3 separate regions of the Rattus norvegicus genome follow, and all the other regions are linked to region 1. A link is a contact called in public Hi-C data. All regions are on one chromosome and are shown on one strand. The core of a region is the stretch at or near the end of the contact, and the rest is flanking DNA. Distances in the headings are between cores, read along the strand shown. Region 1 holds the start of Raph1 (Ras association (RalGDS/AF-6) and pleckstrin homology domains 1). Region 2 has its middle 11 kb from the start of Cd28. Region 3 has its middle 29 kb from the start of Cd28.

Region 1 (4,377 bases), core at 1,273-3,772:
TTCCTGGCTGCCTTCCTATCAAGATGTAGAACTCTCAGCTCCTCCTATACCATGTCTGCCTGGATGCTGCCATGCCTCCTGCTGTGATGGTAATGGACTGAACCTCTGAACCTGTAAGCCAGCCTCAATTAGGTGTTGCCCTTTATAGAAGTTGCCTTGGTTCTTGGTGTCTCTCCACAGCAATGGAAACCATAAGACACAAGTCAAAGAGTTTATTCTTTGTTATAAAGTTCAAGCTCCTTAGTGTAGAATATGAGCTCTCGATTAATTCGGTCCTCTCTACCATTCCCCACCTATCTGAACCTTCTCTGCGTCTGTCCTGAATTACTTGGGAGTAGACCTCTTGGGCATGGTAATACTACTGTTCACACACCTGCACAGACATTGCTGTCTTTCTCTAGAATGCCTGTGCCCTCCTCACTGGGTTAGCTCCTCCCTGTCATTAAACACGTAGTTAGTTTATCTCCCCACTGGATAGGCTTTCCTGACCTGTGAATAGACGAACTTTCTCATAGTGGCTTCCCTGCCTCCTTTATCCAGCAGTCTGTGATTTCTGGGGGCTGGAGGCATCAAGTCTCTCTTGTCTTCGCATTCTTACACATTAGCTGGAGCTCAATAGACTCTAATTAAGTGAATGGATTATTTCATGGTTTAATGGAACTGATGAGGACCTGTTTATTTTTCTCAGTGATGGAAAGTGACTGTTTTCTAAGATTCATCTTAACCAGCCCAAGCACTTCTTGGAAGAGTTGGCTGAGAGCTATCTAAAGAGCACTCTGGGGCCTATTTTGTAAGGAGGTTTCTATAAAAGTGAGACTCTTCCTTGTAATGTTAACGTTCAGCCTGGTAATAACATTTGACAACACGTTATTAGGTTTGAGCACCTAGGTATGTTCAATCTCAATAAACTTAGTCACAAGGGAAATGAAGGGGCTCCAGACATTTAAATGCATTGCTGATTCAAAATTTCAAAGCATTAGTCTTTAATACAAAGGTCTACAGAAGATACTGCACATGATATTCATTAAGAGAATATAGTGCGCTGAAAAAAATTACAGGTAATAAATGATGACTAAACTCAACAAGGAAGAGAGGTCACAGGAACGGGCCACTTCTACCATTTTTAGTTTACGAGATAATGTTATTTTACATGGTTATTGAAGTGCCTATAAATTTAAAATAGAAAAATGCATTTATTTCCTAAAGTATAAGCATCTCACATGTGAAACAGTCCAGTAATGGTATTGGACAGTTCTAAATACCAGTTTGAAGCAGATCGTGCAGCAGTTTGGGAAAGACTACTAAAAACTGAAACCACTTGGAAATCTTCAAGAATATCAGGAAGTCAAGTGCAATTAGTCAAACTGGGATTTGATCCTAGAATAGAGAAATGAATACTCATTCTTAGAAAGATCGCCAGAATTTTGGAAATACGTGATTTTGGGGGGGGGGTTAAAATTCAAATTACAGAAACGGTTAAAGAGAGGACAAGAAGACATGAGGGGAAATGCTGAAAATTCAATGCAGCCAATTCCAGACCATAGCTCAATTTCTTTAATGCTAACAAAGTACATAGCCAAGCAAAGGTAATTTAATACTACTTTGCCTTTCCTTTGATCAACTTTACATGAAGGTCATGAGAAGGACGTAAATCGAAAGAAATCTAAGTCTGCCTAAGTCAAACCTGCATTAAAATAAGCAGCATTTGAGTAATTGGGAGCTTGGCATCAAACTCAGTATTTTAAATGTAGTACTCGGGAAACACAGCACAGGGCTCAGGAGAGGGCTCAGGCTAACACCCTTGCTGAGAACAAATTCAGTAAAGGAGAACAGAACAGGGACACAGATGAACAGGCTTTGATGTGAAAAGGTAAAGATGAATGGAATAACGTCTGATTCCAAAGCTTCCCATACATTGAACGAAACTGCAGAGTTTAAGCTAAAATGGGATTTCCTAAGGCACTGCTCCCAGATTTCAACAATAGTCGGTGAGTGCCTAAGGTTAGCCCAGGGTTGGTTTTGGAGACTGAGGATGCCGAGCAGGCAAAGGCGCACATCCGAGACCGGCCTCCTCGTCCGCCCTCAGTCTTCCAAGACCCTCGGACCGAAGCAATTGGGCAGGCTTCCCGGGCAAGGCCACGGCGGGCGGGACCGCGGCGGGATTTTCCTCTCCTCTCATTCATTCTCTGATTCATTGGTTCCTGGAGGCGGCTCACAAGGACGCGCGCAGGAAAGGCAGGGCGCGGAGGACAGCCGCGGCTGGGTGCGGCCCGGCGCCTGAGGGGCGGCCGGTGGTGGGGGGGGGGGGGGGTGGCTGGCCAGGCCGCGAGGGGCGCGCGCGTGCGCGTGTGCAGGCGGCAAGAGAGGCGCGTGGCCGCCAGCGCCGGAAGTGAGCGGTGGCCGCGCCGAGGAGCGCGCGGCCGGGCGCGAGGCGGTCCGCCCCTGGGCCCCGCGGCCCTCAGCCCCGCCCTGTATGCCGGGGCCGGACGCGCGGGCTCTGTGATCCCCGCCGCCCGGCTCTGCGGCCGACCCGCCCAGTTCCCGCCGACGCCCGCTCTGTGGGTCGGTCAGTCAGTCACCGAGCGCGCGCCGCGGGAGCTGCGGTCGCTCTCAGCGTTCGGGAGAGGAGCGTCGCGCCTGGCGAGGCGGCAGCGGCGGCTGGAGGGCGCGAGCAGCTGCTGCCTAGCGCGGGGCTCCGGGAGGGCCGAGGGGCTGCCGCGGTGAGTGCTCCGACGCCTGGCCCTCGAGGTCCGGGAGACAGAGATCTGGGTGCTCCGAAGGCGCTGCCGTCTCCATTTTCCCAGTGCCCGGCGTGGCCCTCGGGACGAGTGCAGGCGGCTGCAGTCCGGGGCGGGGTCGTTGCCGGCCGGGCTTGGCGTTGGGCTGAGCCCGACCAGGCGGCCTGCGTTGGGTAGGGGTCGGCGGGGCCTGGGCTGCACCCCGCGCCCCTTGGGGCTGCACCGTGCAGACAATGAGACCTAGGTCCGCCTGGGGAGGTGCGGCAGGGCTGATACTCAGCACTAGGGCGCTGGTGGCCGGGGACCACGGGTGGAAAGGAACTGGCCCCCGATAGCCACAGAAACCGGTGGCTGGATGCGGGATTGTTCTAGCTTCCGTGCCCTGCCTGCCTTCATAGATGAGTTCACTGCAGAGATTTAGAAAGGCGGGGCGCTTTCTGTGTCTTCTAATTAAGCCGGCAAAGTAATTGCTCTAGTGCTTTTTAGCTCCATCTCATCTTTCCGCGTACATTCCCGCCGGAAATCCAAACTGCAATTCAGTGGAGGACGGCTGAGAGAGGGAAGGCTGCCTAATACTGTTGGTTAGGGTGCCTTCGTTTTAAGACGCCTGAAAGATAGCCTTTTCTTATTCAGACGTTGTCTTAGGATAGCCCCACTGTGTGAACTGGGAACTGCTGGATCCTTATGCTGGTATAAACATGTGCCTCAGAGTGAAATAGGGGCTTTGGGAAATGATATGAGTTGCATGTTTCCTGTGTGTTGTATTTCATACATTTTGTGGGAAGAAGAGTGTGGGGTGGGTGCTCCCTGCAGCATTTCTCATAGAGAAGTGGAGAGCCACCCCAGTAGGTAAAGTCCTCCCTAAGGAATTGTAAAGGTAGCAGGCTAAGGGTGAGGCATGATTCTAAATGGTGGTATTGTGTTCGTAAGAATATTGAAGTGAGCACACAGTCGCGGAAACCTACTCAGGTATAGTGGGAGACACTTCTACAACACTTGAGCAGTGAAAGCAGCGTTAGAACAGAGTAAACTAACATTCCATGCGCTAGAATAGACTAGCGACGTGATAGTGGACAAGCAAGCCATTAACTATGCAGTAGTTCCCTACGGGTAAGCAGCAGTGCGCCACCTGTTTACCTTTCTAGCCTGTTGTCAAGATTGAATAAGAAAAGGTATGCAAAATTGGTACCCTGTCGCCTGCACCATATGTGTTAAATTAAACTTCTTTTCCTACTGCTGGGGGCGGAGGGTCAGGTGTCTCAGGAGAGGGAGGGCCAGAAGTGAATGTTGGTAACAGTGCGTTGTTGAGGCTTGTGTAGCATAAGGCAGCAAGGAGAAGGTTGATTCTACATTAAGACGTCAGTGGGGAGAAATCTATGGAAGCTGCCAGTATAAAGTGGAGCCTTTTAAAAGGTTGAATAATACTTCTTTTAAAAACGTTTTATTAGTTATACATAATACAGGGTCTCATCTGATCTTTTCATACGTGTGCATCATGTATTTCAATTTCAACAGGATGAGCAGGATTTTAACAGTGTAGACTGGGAGAAGAAGCCATTTCACTTGTAGGTGGTAATTATCCTTTTAGAGCTGAGTTCAGGAGCCAGACATGGTGGATGCCTGTAGCTTGCACTCGGGA
Region 2 (4,377 bases), core at 715-3,214, 170 kb before region 1:
TTTGGAAATTAGCATTGTGTTTCCCCTTATTGGACACTCTTGAAGTTTGAACACACATAGGTATTAACTACAAAGTATCATTGAAAGCTTCCAAGAGTTACAGTGTTGAGCTGCGAGTTATCAGTAAGAAGTCTTGTAGCTACTGTCACACAGAACAAGCCAAACAGCATAAAGCATATTGATCTGGATTCCAGTTAGATACTTGCTATTCATTTATGTTCCTAATTCTTCCACAGCTCCTTCTACACAGGTTCAAATGCTCCCAGGATGGTTGTAGGAAAATAGTGAAACAAGTGATTCTGTCTTTGGGCTTTATAGTATTATGCCAGCTGCTAGTATTTTTTTAAGAATTTATTTAAAATGATAGGCAATGATGAAGTTATGAAAGTCATGTATATTACCCCAAACATGCAGAATCAGTGCCTTATACAGAAAATAATGCTAAACCCGGAAGAAAGGAAAGTTACAGTGATCATCTAATCCAACCGAGTAAAACTTTTGCAAGAACAACTTAAGAGTTTTTATCAAGAACTACATGAAACAATATTGTGAAATTTTTCCTAGAGCAATTACCTAAAGGACCTAAGTGGACTTTGGCCCCTTAGCAGGTAGGCTTATCACTGAGTTATAAAAGCTGTAGCTAAGATTTATCTGAGGCTTCCAGCTGCATGAGCTAAGAGCTAGGCATGCTTCATCTCACCTAATCCTCACTACAACCCCAGGAGGTGAAGAGCATCATTATCTCCATTTCATGGTTAAGGAAACAAGAGCTCAGAGTGGCTAAGCCGTATACTCACAATGCAACTCTAAGCAGCTGTCTTAATTTGTTTCATTCTGCTAAACGTGACTCTAAGGCAGTGGTTCTCAACCTTCCTAATGCTGTGACCCTCTAATACATTTCCTCATGCTGTGGTGACTCCCAACCATAAAGTTACTATGTTGCTACTTCATAACTGTAGTGTTTCTACTGTCATGAATCCTAATGTAAGACTCTGATATGCAGGCTGTCTCATATGGGAGCCCCAAGGGGGACACAACCCAGTGGTTAAGAACTGCTTCTCTAATGTCTTCTTTAATCAGGACGATTTGGTTCTCAGCACCATCATGCTGACCTTATACTCATGGAGACCTCACCAGAAGAGGAACAAAGTATCAAAGTACAGCCTTGATATCATCTGAAAGGAAGTTATCCTGACCAGACAAAGAACTCAGACTACTGTGAGCAAGGCAGACCTATCAGGAGCCCAGACAATAGGCTCTGACAAGAAGTTCGTGTATTTGTCAATCTGAAGAAAGCAAAGGGGGCGTGGCATCATGAACACGGAGAAGGTGTGCTGCCTTCAGACTCCAGCTAGGCCACGTCAACAGGGTAAACTTACATACCTGACATTGTTTGCTGAGAAGATGGTTATCAGCGAAATAGTCAACTATACCCAAAATTCTGCATTTCTGAAAATCTGACGGTTTCACTGAGGTTGATCTAAAGACAGTCTCCTACCTTCTGGATGGCATGGCACAGGGGCAGCAAGCTTCCTGTGTCTGATTTGCTGCTTAAAGGCACTGGGATGTTTAGGTATTTTCTGGAGTCCAGATGACAATTAGACATGATTGTGGTGGGAGAGCAAGGAAAGGAATGCATTTCACTCTGCATCCTGTATTGAACCTGACAGATCCCTTTTCTATTCCTGACCATGTAATAAGTGGATTGTAAGCCGGCCACCTCTAACCTCTTCAGGAACTGAAATCCTGTCCAAGCCTTGGGAAAACTGTCATGCTTAAGCTTCCTCCCCCTCTGCTACAAGTTTTATAGGCCTTCGAACGTGTTGCTTAAAGCGGCCCCCCCAGGAAATAAAGCTGTTAACTTCAACATTGCTCTCCGTGGTCGCTCATGTTACTGACCCACTGGGAATCTGCTCCTCCTCCCTGCTCTGCTGTGGCCCCCTGTCTCCTACTCTTTCCCACAAGTTCCCACAGTCACTGAATAAGGAAGGTCATCTGAATACATCTGTCCACTTCCCGGAATGTCATAGAAGAGTAACAGCTGTTGACCTGCTATCCTGTTTGTCCCAAAAGCAGCCTGGATGAACTCCAGCTAATATATACAATCTCTACTTCCTATGAAGAATGTAGGGCCAGGAGAGTGCTCTCCACACTTGCTTTGATTTTTAGCATAAATGCAACCTGCTTTTAAAAATCGAATCTTATTACTAATAATTAATGATTATACTTGTGGCTATAGTTTATTAAGCATTTGCTATGTAAGGCAAAGGCAAAACCATCTCAAAGATTTAAGACTTAATTTTTCTAGAAAAAGCAGTGTGTTTTTCTTCCTAAGTGATATCATGCTTAGTTATCTTTACACACACACACACACACACACACACACACACACACACACACGTCTTTATCAATCTCCCATAAGTACACAGGATGAAATTAAAATTGTGTGCTTTCTTCTAGAAATAGGAAGGAGAGGTACTTGGGAAGGAGAGAGGGAGCTGAGTGGTGACATGAGAGAATCCAGAAGCTATGGCAGGTAGATGAAGAATTTGGGTGCCAGCCTGGACTATATACAATCAGTTTGCAGCCAGCCTGAGCTATGCGATCTCAAAAAGAATGCACAAAAGGAAAAACAGGAAAAGACCACTAAGACCAGATAAATCTAGGATTTGTGTAAGAATGCACCTAGAACACCCACAACACCAACGCTACATATGGTGTCTTTTACATATTGCCTTGAGAAGAAGTCCAGACGACTTCAGTGCTCACAGAATGTAGCTCCCATGGCATCCCAGCCCACTCAGACTTGGAGTGCCTAGCACCGAGCTCATCGATCTGCCCAATCGCAGACTCTGGATGGAGACTGGGAATATGGGGAAACCTTATCCTCTCAGGGCTTGGCTCTGAGCTAATTTCTCCTGATATTGCTCACACTGTGACATTTACTCATGTTTGCTGGACCAAATTATTATCAGGCTCTTCTGGGGAAACCACAGTTGTGCAGCTCTAAACGGAACAAGTAAGACCGGAAGTGTATGTAAGTCACGTGAAGTCACCTTAGAAATGCATTCATTCACCCTATAGACTGGAAGATTAAGAGAATTCCCATATCCCCTCAAAAATGTCAGCCTTGAAGAAACGTGGAGGAAGAAGACCCTAATCTACCTGGAGAGGCACGTGTGAGCAGGGTCACATGATACAGAGAATACAGACCATAGTCAGGAGGGGAACTTGCTTTTCAGGCACAGTATACACTACCAATAAAAGTCTTAAGGGGCCTGGCCTGCTTGCAGACCCACAAAGAGTTGGGTGACGTGAAAGTGAAATTTCACCAAGGAAGGCTTGGGCTGTGGCAGACTTGTCAGTCACCACGAATCTCCACACCATGCTTGGATCTTACTCTGTGAACTGAGTTCAGTGCAGAAGTCTTACAGTAAGACAAACCCCTGCTTTGATGTCATGGACTCAGGAGGCATCTGCATAATGGATCCAGTGTTTAAAACAGGTCTGCTCGCCAATGTCGGTTTCATATGATTGTTATCAGTGGCCTTAAGCTCTGTGTCCAGCCTGACTGCTGAGCGCTCAGAGCAGAGGAAGGTGAAAGCGGGCCTTAGGGGACTTCCAGCTCAGGGCCACTACAAGCAGTGAAGTGGCTCCTTCCCACTTGTGCCTTAAATCTTGGTATTTTTCTGTTGTTGAGTTTGGAAAGGATAATAAATTACTGTCTTCCACTTGCTGACTCAGTTTTAAATCAAGTGAGAAAGATTAAGAAAGGCAAAGGAGTCAGGCTGATGGGCAGAGAACTGTCCCTGAGAAAAACCACTGGAGACGGTGACTGAGACCTGCAGCCACAGAAAGCAGCCCAGAATTCTGCACATTTATACAACCGGCCACAGGCATCGCTGGAGAACCACAGACACTGCCTCCAAGGATAGAGTCTTTACTCCTAGCTAGCGCGTGGTACAGAAAAAAGGTTGGTCAGGAAGGTGGGGATGAGACACAAGAGAGTCGGGGGCGGCGGGAGGTGTGACATCAGGGGAGCAATTGTTTAAATCAAGAGAAAAGGCGAGATTTCAAATCCACAACAAAATGCATCACGAGAAGGAAAACTGAAGGCCTGAGAAACAGAAAGAAAAAAGAGGAAGTGACCAGTTTCTTAGTGTCCATTGTCTAGGATCAGAAGCTACAGACTGACAAATGATGGTCCCTTTTGCAGTTCACCCATATTATCTCAGAAAACCCATGTGTGGGAGCTTGTAGTCCATGTTATTGATGAAGAGACCTAGGAAACAGCCACAAAGGACTCAGGCACACTTCCCCCAGCTCTTAGATGCCTTGACTTCTTGTTTTTTGTCATTAAATCACAGCTTCCGAATA
Region 3 (4,377 bases), core at 1,114-3,613, 150 kb before region 1:
AAAAAGTAAAAAGGAAAGAAAGGAAGGTAGGAAGGAAGGAAGGAAGGGGGAATGGAAGGAAAGGAGAAATGGAAGGAAAGGGGAATGTAAGGAGGGAGGAGAGAAGAGGGAAGGGAAGAGGAGAGGAGAGAGGAGAGGAGAGGGGAGCGGAGGGGAAGAGAGGAGAGGAGGGGAGAGAAGGGGAGAGGAGGGGAGAGGAGGGGAGAAGAGGGGAGAGGGGAGGGGAGAGGAGAGGGGAGGGGAGGGGGGAGGGGAGGGGAGAGGAGAGGGGAGAGGAGGGAGAGGGGAGGGGAGGGGAGGGGGGAGGGGAGGGGAGAGGGGAGGGGGGACCATGGCTTCTTATAACTCAAAATTCCAAAGGGCCCCAGGAAACACCAATGTAATAGTAGGGTATTGTTCTATTAGAAAGGTCAGCTTGCTCCCCCAGTGTTCATATCTAATACTGTGAAGTTACTTCGAGTTATTTTCTTGGCTCTATAAGCAGAAAAAATGCTATTCCGTGTATATTAACCAACATCCGGCAGTAATCTTCCTGACATTTGGAGAACAGAGAAAATTCCTGCTGCTCTTTTTTTCTAATTTGGCTTTTCCTTCTAAGCTTTCACTGTGCAGGGATAACTGTCCTCTGTTCAGGTGTTAGGAATATCAGGCTTCAAAAATAGTCACAAAAATAGGTTTGACATATCAGGACAACTTTTTGATAATATTTTGAAAAAATGGGTTTGATAATATCAGGACAACTAGAAGACGGATTTGGAGGGAATCTGAATGCTGGTTATGATTAACTGGTATTTATTTAGCCCCAAAAAATGTAGCTCTTGCTATTATCAATTGAGCGAGGCCAGAAAGCTAAAATATCTAAAAGGAGCATGTTGTGTGTCCCTCTCCCAATAGAGTATAAAACATTAATTATTATAGAACAACAAAAGGGAAGAATGATAGAAATATGAAATACAGTCTTATAGGCATCCAAAAATGCATCTAAACCTTTGATTTTCTTGCCATTCTCAGCTAAAATCTTTTATTTTGAGATTTGCACTTATATTGTTTCTTCTGGTAAAATTGGAATTCATGTATTTATAAGTTACTATATAAAATTCACAATGTATGCCCATAAGAACCAGAACTGTGTGGTGTCTGCTCACCGCAAACACAGGACTGAGCATATTAGGTGCCTTCTTATTTAGAAGAATTAAATAAATTCAATGGAAATATGTTTTGACATGACCCCCTGGGCTTGTGGAAGAAAGCAGGCTGAGCAAGCCATGAGGACCGACCCAGTAAGCAGCACCCTCCATGGCCTCTGCGTCAGCCCCTGCCTCCAGATTCCAGTTCTGTTTGAGTTCCTGCCTTTACTTCCTTTAATGATGTACTGTGATTTGAAACCATAAACCAAATAAAGCCTTTCCTGATCAACTTGCTTTTGGCCATAGTGTCTTATCATCACAGCAATAGGACCCTAGTAGAGACAAAGACAAAGTCAAGAGCTTTGTCCATCTAACCCTTTAAGTTCTTGATTTAAGCATCCTTGTGAAGTATCTACGCACACACACACACTACCACATTAGCACACTAGTTTAGGTAGCTAGCTGAGCCCTCCACTGACTAGGAAGCCTATGAGGGCCAGGAATATCTCTAGTCTCTTGTTTATTAGATCTCTAGAGACTGCAACTATTTTTCATGCATAGTAAGTGCTCAGGAAATAGTTGACGAAGGCCTCCTTTACAATATATTTATTTTTCTCTTTTTTAAAACCCTATTCATCTTATTCTTCCATTCAATTAATAAAAAATTATTTCTGTCCCTAAATAATATTATTTGCCTTCTCTTTCAAGATTTTTTTCCCTTAATTTCCCCAGGCAATTGAATTACCATTCTGTAACTTGGAATGAACTGTGTTTTGTGCATTTGTACCCAGGAAAGAATTTACCCCGAGGAGTGTATCTAAGGTTTTTTCCTTTACTCTTGTCAGGTGGCCACAGGGGCTGCTTTATTTGTAGGCTACCAGAATTGCTTCCCCATGGGGTTTCTCTTGCCTTCTGTATACACAGAATTCAAAGAATTTAGTCTGAAAAAGTAAGTTTCTTTTGGAGAGTAGTTTAAAATGAATGTTCTCAGGGGACTGGCAACAGGTCAGCATAGCTGTCTGTTCCCAAAATTAATTCTTACTCTCTGTTTTCACTTACAAGGGGAAGGGGGAGGAGAAGAATAAGGTCCTGGTTTAAAGTTTAAAGTGGTTCAGATGTTTAAAAATAGAAATGTAGGAAGGACCCTGAAAGAGTTCTAGTCCTAAGGCACCCAGAAGTCTCTAAAGTCGGTGACTCCTAAGTTGGGTGTCTCCTTGGGCCATCTGGCAGCCAGAGAGAGCTATTTTAAGCCATGGTAAGGCATGTTGGCAACCTCAAAAACCACACCCTTTGAAAGTGAACCTTGTCCACCAGCATGAGGCACGTCTGACAGGGGCAATGGGCAGGAAACAAGGGCTGTGCTATGGGCTTGCCAGTCCCACAGAAATGCTGTTGACTTCTTTAAAAGGCATGTGTCAGGACAAGTGCCTTATTCTTTTATTTACTAAATGCTCTGAAAACTGGAAAAGTCAATCAAATGTGGATGTTTCCAACATCCAGATGTGTCCTAGATTCAGCCTGGATGTGAGGGAGAGACTCAGATTGATTTAAATGTGGAGTGTTTTTTTTTCATAGTAGAAATAACTTTTCTGAATTATACAATCTTTCACATGACCCTCTGAAGGAAACAAAAAAACATAGTTACTGAGAAAGAATTATATTGGTTCTTACAAATATTCACTAAAAGTAGACATAGGACTGAATAGAAGAAGTTCAAAGTTTCTCTTACTAGCTTAAGGGTTCACACACATAGGGTGAGTTGGGTGTGAGTGTTTGTAATTCTGGCACTCAGTAGACTGAGGCAGGAGGATTGATGTAAGTCTGAGGGCCAGCCTGGACAGAATGATGTATTTAAGACTAGCCTAGGCTACAGGGAAAGACCCAATTTGAGGAAGAGAAACCATGAATAAAATGACTACCAAAAGAAAATATTTTCTTAAGTATTAGATATCTGTTTTCAGTTGCAGTTAGAATACATAAAATGCTATACTGTTATATCAATTATAACAACTAACAGAAATGGAATGCCTTGAAGTTTCCTGTTGGTTTTTATTCCAACTGAAAATAAGAATTACCCTTTCTTCCTTCCTTCCTTCTTCCTTCCTTCCTTCCTTCCTTTCTTCCTTTCTTCCTTTCTTCCTTTCTTCCTTTCTTCCTTTCTTCCTTCCTACCTTTCTTCCTTCCTTCCTTCCTTTCTTCCTTTCTTTCTTCCTTCCTTCCTTCCTTTCTTCCTTTCTTTCTTTCTTCCTTTCTTTCTTTCTCCCTTCCTTCCTCCCTCCTTCCTTCCTTCCTTTCTTCCTTCCTTCCTTCCTTCCTTTCTTCCTTCCTTTCATCCTTCCTTCCTTTCTTTCTTCCTTCCTTCCTTTCTTTCTTCCTTTCTTCCTTCCTTCCTTCCTTCCTTTCTTTCTTCCTTCCTTCCTTCCTTTTTTCCTTTCTTCCTTTCTTCCTTCCTTCCTTTCTTCCTTTCTTCCTTCCTTTCTTCCTTTCTTCCTTCCTTCCTTTTTTCCTTTCTTCCTTCCTTTCTTCCTTTCTTCCTTTCTTCCTTTCTTCCTTCCTTCCTTTCTTTCTTCCTTTCTTCAAAGGTTGACCACGTATTTGTTCCTCTTAAAGACTTGTTTTTGACTGGACTCCGACTCAGAAGTAGCAGATGTCAGAGAGGACAGCCTACGTCTCTTGGCAATCCGTTTCTGGCATTTGGCTTTGGCTTCTGTCATTCTCTTGTGGCTTCCTCCGCATGTTTCTTAGGGCGTTGTTTCTGCGGAGCAGCAGGTCAGCATTGGTGCTGCAGGACACAGGGAGCAGTGACAAGATGCTGAGTCTCGGCTGCTTTGGTCCCAGGTTTCTCACCTTCTTTATTTCAGAGTTTTCTGACAGTATATTGGTGGACATCATCTTCTCTAGACAGACTGAAAAGCTTTCAGATTTTGCTAGCGCACTTGGGCCCTGATGGCTGAGGCTCAGGAGTATCCATTAGGTAAGGAATCTCTCTCTCTCCCCGACCTGATTGGCACCTACAGTGCCATCTTTGAGCAGACTTGCATGTCCTTGCTCCAGTCCTTCTTGGTCTATAACAAGAATGCCCCTTACTTAATAACAGCTGTACTCTACCAGGGGTCAAGACATCTTGCTTTATGGGGAAACCTTGCCTGTGGTTCCCACCACTGTGAACCCTTCCGGTCTTCACTAAGGGCATCTCAAGTTTAAGCTCTTGAGTTGAAGGCAGTGGTAGGAAGTTTCTAAATGACCCAGA

Evidence for each region. A called contact is a pair of places that touch in the nucleus more often than the background predicts.
Region 2: a Hi-C map of liver shows a contact between it and region 1, with 2.3 times the contacts expected there. The contact joins the enhancer-like site here to the promoter of Raph1 in region 1. A contact is called at or near these places in 2 of 12 Hi-C or Micro-C datasets (frontal cortex and liver).
Region 3: a Hi-C map of psoas muscle shows a contact between it and region 1, with 1.9 times the contacts expected there. The contact joins the enhancer-like site here to the promoter of Raph1 in region 1. A contact is called at or near these places in 2 of 12 Hi-C or Micro-C datasets (frontal cortex and psoas muscle).

What each region holds. Positions count from the first base shown.
Region 1 is chr9:69,482,164-69,486,540 of GRCr8, reverse strand. It overlaps Raph1 (Ras association (RalGDS/AF-6) and pleckstrin homology domains 1), which reads left to right and starts at 2,522. Exons shown (of 14, transcript NM_001108798.2): 1 at 2,522-2,720. It also overlaps a transcript of Abi2 not described here.
Region 2 is chr9:69,647,543-69,651,919 of GRCr8, reverse strand. No RefSeq gene overlaps it. Among named protein-coding and RNA genes, the nearest start is that of Cd28, 11 kb to the left of the region's middle. Within about 2 kb of position 1,964, at least 4 of the 93 cell types and tissues checked have an H3K27ac peak or open chromatin away from gene starts, as enhancers often do. A contact at or near this core is called in liver, where this site is marked.
Region 3 is chr9:69,628,762-69,633,138 of GRCr8, reverse strand. No RefSeq gene overlaps it. Among named protein-coding and RNA genes, the nearest start is that of Cd28, 29 kb to the left of the region's middle. Within about 2 kb of position 2,363, at least 14 of the 93 cell types and tissues checked have an H3K27ac peak or open chromatin away from gene starts, as enhancers often do.